Regions from separate parts of the Gossypium hirsutum genome. Here region 2 is linked to region 1. Evidence: chromatin contacts called from public Hi-C data. All regions are on one chromosome and are shown on one strand. Each heading gives the region's core, a stretch centred on a gene start, on an enhancer-like site or on the middle of the called end of the contact. The rest is flanking DNA. Distances are from core to core; before and after follow the strand shown.

Region 1 (3,837 bases), core at 600-3,099:
CATATAAGCACTTTAATCAAATAATTCATTATAATATCTTATTTCACATGACAAATTTTCATGGATATCATTTCTTTTGTTTCAATTATAAATTTCACAAAGTTTACAATTTAATTCTTAACACCATGAAGATTCATTATTTATTATAATTTCACCTTAACATCATTTTTTAATCAATTCACTACTTATCATAATCTCAAATGTATGTTTGTTTCATTGAAAATAACTTTTATGAAATATTTTCAGGAAATTTGTCAAATGATAAAAAAATATTCTACACAAATTCATCCAAACACCAGAAATATTAGCTTTTCTAGAAAAATAAATCATTTTTCAGAAATCATTTTCCAGAAGTCATTTTTAGTGAAACAAACGGAGCCTTAATTTAATTATTCAATTGATTCACAATTTTAATTTAGTTATTTATTATAGGGTAAACTACACCCCAAGTACTAAGCTATTAGCAAGTTTATGTTTTGGTCACTTAACTTCAAAATATTACAAAATGATCACTAAACTATTCAAAAGTTTTCATTTAAGTCACTGAACTATTTGAAAGTTTTTATTTAAGTCACTGAACTGTTAAGTATTAAGTTCAGTTAGTGAGCTCTAAGTGACAATTCGATGATCGATACAATGTATTGATACTCATCTACGAATAGAAAAACATACTTTAGATCCAAGTCAATCTAATGGCCAGTGTTAGAGATCGGAGAAGAAAGTTGTTTGGCTTTCGGTTTGCAAAATTCATAACATTTAAAGTTGTTTCATGAAAAAAATGACCATAGAAGAGAAGAGAAATAAGAACTTTCGATTGGTGCAAACGATGCAAATTGAGAAGACCATACAATAGAGATTTTAACAATCTAGTGACTCAAATGAAAACTTTTGAATAGTTCAGTAACTATTTTGTAACTTTTTGAAGTTAAATTATGAAAACGTAAACTTATTAATAATTTAGTGACTTTGAGTATAATTTACCCTTTATTGTTTTTAGATGTAACGACAAATTTTAGTACTTGTATATATATAATTAATGTCTTACAATTTAGAGTGAAGTAATTTTTAAAATAAATCATATATTAATATGAAATTTTAAATCCCAGTGAGACTTTTGTTGTGTTTGAGATTTTAACGTGCGAGTTCAACTTAAATTATTATGTGTTTAAATTTTAATATTTTTCTATTCAATAAACTCTAAATTTAATTTTCAATCCATCCTAACATGTTTTTATTTGTTATTATAATTATAAATCTTCAAATTATATATGAATGAAGTTTCATTTAATGTATAATTTTATATAATAAATTTTAATTTTATGTAATTTTATATATATAATTTTAATTGATCTAATTTTTACGTATTATTAATACAACTATTAATATAATATCATTTCATGTTTATATATTGTATATACAAATAATTATATTTATTTAATATAATAATATTTTAATGTATTTATTTATTTATTTATTTAGATATGTATAATTAAATTAAAATAAAATTTTATGTATATATTTGAATATAATTAAAATTTTAAGAGTACAAGAAATCAAAATGCTTAAATTATATATTAAATTAAAGTTTACTGATTTTTCGGTTAATTATATAATCATAAAAACTTCTTAAAAAAGGAAATTTTAAATTAAGAGAATTGGTTACAAAGCACCAACTGAAATCGCAACAAGTGGAATTCTGTTAGCTCCGCCCTGAATAGAGGGAGAAAAATGATAAAAGAAAAAGCTCGACGGACTGTTTTGACTTCCGCACGTGGAAAGGGACCACCCAGGGAATCGACGGTTCGCGCGTAAATATTGTCAACGTCTCTCCTTGAAGGCTTGGCGCCGCACTGAAATTGACTGCAAAACTGCGCTGTTGTTTGCTTCTACTTTCCACCAACTACGCTTCCACCCCCCCCAAAAAAAAAAGCACGAAAACTTAGATCTCCGCCGTTGCTCTTTGGTTCTTTCCGTTTGATATGGAAGTGGCGTCCGCCGCCGCAGAGAGGATAGACCTGCCGAGGCCGCCCTTGGATCCTTCTCTTTCTCAACGAGCTTCCAATGTCGTTTCCGATTCTTCAACTTCGCCGAATGGTTCGTCTACCACCAGCACTCCCGATCGTTATGATCCTTCCAATTCTTCGCCTAATCCTAGTTACAGAGAAGTTGACATTCAGGTTCCTTTTCCTATCACACTCTAGTAACTTAATTCGTTTCTCTGCTCCTTTTACAACAGCTAGGGAAAAGGCGAGAATATAGGTTTGGCTTCTGTTTTGATTTTAAGTTTGCTATGCGTATGGTTGAAACAAATTACCCTTATATTGGTATAATTACTTTCAACTTTCTATTATTAGGAATAGGTTGAAGCTATTCTGTTTTCATGGTTAAGTTCGTAAATTAGTTCCTGAAAGTTTTGCAAGGACTTGGTATTTATGTAGCTAAGGACCATCTCGATTAGTACTACAAAGTTGTAAGCTATCGGCATTTTAAGTTCCATCAATCTTGTCGCATGGTATAGCACCCTGTAAACCAGCAGTAAGTTTAGTGCCGTGGGAATTATATGAAAGCCAGAAATTGTTGCCGAATTCATGTATATATAATGCAAGCAAGGGACGAATAAGGGAGAGATCATCTGGATGGTAACAAAATAAGAAAGCTGCTTTTGTAACAAGCACAATTCAAAATAAACGGGGAATATTGTTTGATTGGTGTTCTAGAAATGAGAAATATTATTTATAAATATTTTGATCTAACAAGAGATTGAAAAGAGGATGGTCTATAAGAAGTTCTAGTTAATGCATAGGGAATAAAACATGGACTGATTATAGTAAGTAGGTATGACGACTTAATATTCTGTTCCGTTTCAAAAATGAGCAAACCAAAAATGCATTGAAGAAAAGGTTATATGTGTATTTTGCTTTTGTTGAATTTAAAACTTCTAGCATTTATGACTAACTGTGATGCTTTTAAATTTCAGTCTCCAGCAGCATTGAGGAGTGAAGAATATCGCCAACTGTTTAGGCTTCCTCCTGAGGAGGTGAATGCCTTTGCTGTGTTGTAATCACTAGCTGTTAGCAACTCTCTACTTGTTCCTTTGTATTCCTTTTGACATTCTTTGGCTTGTATATGCAAGAATTGTTTCTCATGATTGATGCGCGAGAGATACAGCCAGTTTGTATTTAAGAAGTTTTGGGGTCTTAAACATTCATGTGGAACACACAGCAAACATTTGTTTGTTTTTGGTGAGAGATTTGAAAAGGCTTGTTTGTGCTTTTTCTTCTATTTTTATTCTAAATAATATCTCATCTTTGAACTTTTAAAACACTTTCCCTTTGAAGTTTAAAAGGAGTGTTTTTCATCTTTAGTCTATTCATTATTATTTATCAACAGGGCGTCTACTCAGATTGTCTCCTTTTTGTTTGACATTCTTTGTCCTGTACATGAATTTCTTTATTGATGTGAAAGAGATAATGGCAGATTGCATTTAAGCAATGCCAGACATCTAAATATTTATGTAGCATCATTGCAGTATCTAATCTTTTATGTTACATTTGGGCCACAGACTGCAAAAAGCATATTTGAAAATTTTCTCACCATCTTACATTTTAGACTTCCAAGTTCTAATGGCCTTGTATTTTAAACATTTAGTTTTGCCATGTGCTGCAGTTCCTTGTTCAAGATTTCAACTGTGCATTCCAGGAGAGTATTCTTCTTCAGGTAATCCAACTTAGATGACTTATTTACCATGTTGATAGCAATTTTTTTTGCCAGTCTACCTTACCTTCCTTTTGTCTTTCTGTGAGTTTCTTTTTTCACAAAGGGGTGGGGTTATATTTT
Region 2 (4,329 bases), core at 601-3,100, 98 kb before region 1:
GTCTTTCAAAAGTGAGTAACTAAAGGGAATTAATCATAGTGTTAATGGCTTCCGTTAATTGTACATAATTTTGATTAATATATTAACAAATTTAGCGTTTAATGTTTACATATTTTATAATTTTAGCATTAATTCTAAAAAATTTAAAAAATTCGGCCTCAACATTTATGCATTTACATAAATATTACAGTATAAATTTGTTAATTTAGGATTAAATTGACAGAAATGTATAAATTTTAAGGGTTAAATTTATTATCATAACAATCAAATTCATTTACAATTGATGAAAAATGTTAACAATGAGATTAATTATCTTTAATTGCTCATTTTTAAAATTATTTTTGAGATATCAATTTATTCAAATTTGCAATTAAAAGGATCGGGAGTAGAGGTGTGCATGGGCTGGGCCGTGCTCACTGAAAATTTTAGGCCCATTTTCTAGGCCCGGGCTCGGCCCAGCTCGAAATATGGGCCTAAAAATTTGTCCAAATCCGGCCCGAAATAAAATTATTAAGCCCGAGCCCGGCCCGGCCCGGCCCGACCCATATTAAATTTTTTTAACTTATTTCATTAAATAAAAAATTTTAAAATATATTAAATAATCAAATACATTTAAAACAAATATTAAAACAAAAATCAAATAAAAATATATTAAAATAATTTTTAAAACAATACACAAATTGAAAATATAATAAAAATTAATTATATTAAAATTAAAAATAAAATATAAATATGATTAAAAATAAAAAATATATATATTTAGTATATAATTTGGGCAGGGCCGGGGCCAAAAATTTTACCCGAGCCTAGCCTATTTTCTAAATAGGCCTCGTTTTTTTGCCCAAACCTATATTTCGAGTCTATATTTTTACTCGAACCCTCTCATTTTTCGAGTGGACTTTCGGGCCAGGCCGGGTAGCCTGACCCATGCACACCTCTAATCGGGAGAGTTCATTTTATAAAAAAAATTAAATATATATAAGAAAATAAAACAAAAATCTCAAAAATTGTCCTTTGTGCGAAAAACAAGACCTAGGCAAAGCAGTCTTTTAGGCTCAAGGTTTAGGGTTATCCCAAGACCAAAACGGCATCCATCTTTAACCTGCACTCAAAGGGCAACAAATTTTTTATTAATAATCAAGACACCCCCACCCTAAAAAACAACAAAATTTTTTAATCCTCTCTCTTTTCTTTAACTGTTTGTGGATAATCAATGTCTACCCTTTAATTATGCCCTTATCTTTCCAACCGCCCCCACTGTAACCCACAATGTGAAAACAAAAAGCAGCCTTCTGCAACCGCAAACACCAACTTATTTAATTAACCAACCTATTTTTACATATAATTAATTACTAAATCTCCCTCCTTCCACTCATTTAAAATACCCCAATCCAACTCTAATTTTTTTAATAAAATACTTCTAGTATTAAAATAAAATTTAATTCTATTCATAGTAATTTTTTAGACAATTTCTTAAAAATACACAAATTATTAAATTAGACTATTTTTTCAAAAATTACGAGATTAAAGTTTTTAACTGATTTATAAAAAAATGCTTCTAATTGTCTCCAATATTTTTTTTTTAATTTTTTTTGGTGCCATAGATTCATAATGTATTTACAATTTATTCTTAAATAATGTAATATTGTTTTTTTTTAACTAACAGCTGCTACACTTAATCTAATAAATTTTTTTTTAAAAAGGGCTCTTTTTCAAAAATTTACTCAATTTTTTATCCCACCAAAATACTAGCATTTGATTTGATTTATGAATTTTTGGATTTTTTTTAAAGCCCTAGAAGACCCCGCCACAATACCAAAAAGGAAAAAGTTCAAATACCCCATCAGCTATTATTACCTTGCACTTCAGTTCCTTTCATTATTCAGTTGTTAACAAAGCTTAAACCGGGCGCCCCTGCTACACTACGCGCCACCGTCTGCTCAGCATTTATTTGCTGATTTTTTTTTCTTTTTTCATGTTTGACCAAATAGTGTGTTAGGATGGGTTGTACGGCGTCAAAGCTAGACAATGAAGAGATCGTAAGGCGGTGCAAGGACCGGCGACGCTTGATGAAGGAAGCCGTTCATGCTCGACATCACCTAGCCTCGGCTCACGCCGACTACTGCCGCTCTCTTCGTGTAACCGGCTCGGCTCTCGCCTCCTTCGCGGCCGGTGAGCCTATTTCCGTCTCCGACGAAACCCCTGCCGTTCTTCTCCACCCTCCCAACCCATCTCCTCCACCATCTAATCCCACCACTCTACGTGTCCCTCCATCTCCCTCCCCTTCCCTGCACCCTCCCCCTCCTCCTTTCTTTCCTTCCCCTTCCCCTTCTCCGACTATAGCTAGCTCGAAACTCCCTCACATACTCTCCGGTTCTAGTGTCTCATCTCCGGTACCCGCACCCAATCGTCGTCGGCCACGTAAGATACCCCCGAAACTCCCTCACATTTTGTCCGAATCGAGCCTTTCTTCTTCTCCTCGAAGCTCGAAATCTGGGTTTTCCAACCACTTTTTCCCTACAGCTTATCCAGCTAATTCCACGTACTCAGCCACTCCTTCCCAAGCTTCTTCCGTTTGGAACTGGGAAAATTTTTACCCTCCCTCACCACCAGACTCCGAATTCTTTGACCAAAAAGTACAACAACGAAAGCAACCTCATCATTTAGATTCTAACTACCCTGAAGATACGGAAGATACCGAAACGGAAAAATCAGAATATGATTTCTTCCGTCCACAAAAGCTGAACCACCGTTACAACATCAGTTCCGGTAATGCCAAGAGTAATTTTGACGAGGAAACGGAAAGGGAAGAAGTGCTTTGCAGCGAATGGGGGGACCATGATCATGATCGTTTTACTACAACGAGTTCATCGGATGAAGAGGGATATGATGACGTGGCATCCAGATCCGAGATCGGGACCCGCAACAGTTTCCGGTCTTCGAGGAGAGGGGAGTCGGAGAAGTTGCATCATCTTCGTCAGACTCCTCCGCCGGTAGAACCGCAGCCACGGCAGCAGATGTATGGAGCAGCCGCAGGCAATAAAATGGATGATAAGTCGGAGGATGCAAGATTGTCTGCGGGCGGTTATGGAACGGGCGCTATGATGGATATGACGATGGTTGTCAGGCATAAGGATTTGAAAGAGATCGTCGATGCGATCAAAGAGAATTTCGATAAGGCTGCCGCCGCCGGAGATCAAGTTTCCGAGATGCTTGAGATCAGTAGAGCTCAGCTAGATAAAAGTTTCAGGCAGTTGAAAAGTAAGCCTCGGATATGGAAATTTAAGCTTATTTTAGTTACAGTTCAAATTGATGTCATCTTGTTTACTTAAATTTATAATTTATTTTACTCATTTTTAAATTTACAGAGACAGTATATCATTCAAGTAGCACATTCAGTAACCTGAGCTCAAGCTGGACTTCAAAGCCGCCGTTGGCGGTGAAATACCGACTTGACGCGACTGCCCTCAATGAACCGGGCGGTTCAAAGAGCCTTTGTTCTACTTTGGACCGGCTCCTTGCTTGGGAGAAGAAACTCTACGAGGACGTTAAGGTAACATAAATTCTTTCCCTTTCCCTTTCCCTTTTACTTTTACTTTTTCTTATGTACTACTTAGATCAAATCCGGCTCAACTCTGAATTCAGTCTAAATTAATATGATTATTAGACACCGAGGGATCTCAGACAAGAAAAAAGGGGGGTTGGGTCGGAGAGGTGAAGCTTGGGTTAGTATTGTAGCATTGTTTCCTGTCCTGCTTTTCTTGATTGTCAATGTACTGGAAGTTTTCTTGTCTGGGAATATTTTCTTCTGCATCGGTGAATGATATTTGGTTTCTTATCTTCAAGTTTGCTTAAATTAGTGTTGGTTGGTAGAGAACGAAGGTGCTCTCACTTAATTTACCTATTTCCTTGCACAATAAGTTATTCAGTTTGATAGTTTGCTGCTTATCTTTTATATTCAATGCAAGGGGAATAATACTTGTTGGTAGTTTCATGAATTTGTTGGATACGAGGATTCTGGTATCAAAATATCTTGATAAGGAAAGAAACATGCGGTGCAAAGATAATTTGATACTTTTCATATGTGTTGGCTTCCTGGGAGGGTGAATTCTGGTAAAGCCATGTTGTTCAGATGAGTGCTAATGTAGACAATAATTTTTTTAACAATTTCAGGCTAGAGAAGGAGTAAAGATTGAGCATGAGAAAAAGTTGTCAGCATTGCAAAATCAAGAATACAAGGGAGAGGATGAAGCCAAGATAAACAAGACCAAGGCCTCGATAACAAGGCTGCAATCACTAATTATTGTCACATCTCAGGCTGTCTCTACC

Evidence for each region. A called contact is a pair of places that touch in the nucleus more often than the background predicts.
Region 2: a contact with region 1 is called in a Hi-C map of leaf, with 4 times the contacts expected there. The contact joins the promoter of LOC107950649 here to the enhancer-like site in region 1. A contact is called at or near these places in 9 of 34 Hi-C or Micro-C datasets (callus, fibers, hypocotyl and 1 more).

The regions. Positions count from the first base shown.
Region 1 is chrA08:9,137,638-9,141,474 of Gossypium_hirsutum_v2.1, reverse strand. It overlaps the pseudogene LOC107951432. Among protein-coding and RNA genes, the nearest start is that of LOC107952205, 32 kb to the right of the region's middle. Within about 2 kb of position 1,849, at least 6 of the 9 cell types and tissues checked have an H3K27ac peak or open chromatin away from gene starts, as enhancers often do. A contact at or near this core is called in fibers and leaf, where this site is marked.
Region 2 is chrA08:9,234,725-9,239,053 of Gossypium_hirsutum_v2.1, reverse strand. It overlaps LOC107950649 (nitrate regulatory gene2 protein), which reads left to right and starts at 1,850. Exons shown (of 4, transcript XM_041075821.1): 1 at 1,850-3,261; 2 at 3,369-3,553; 3 at 4,174-4,329. The coding sequence starts at 2,001.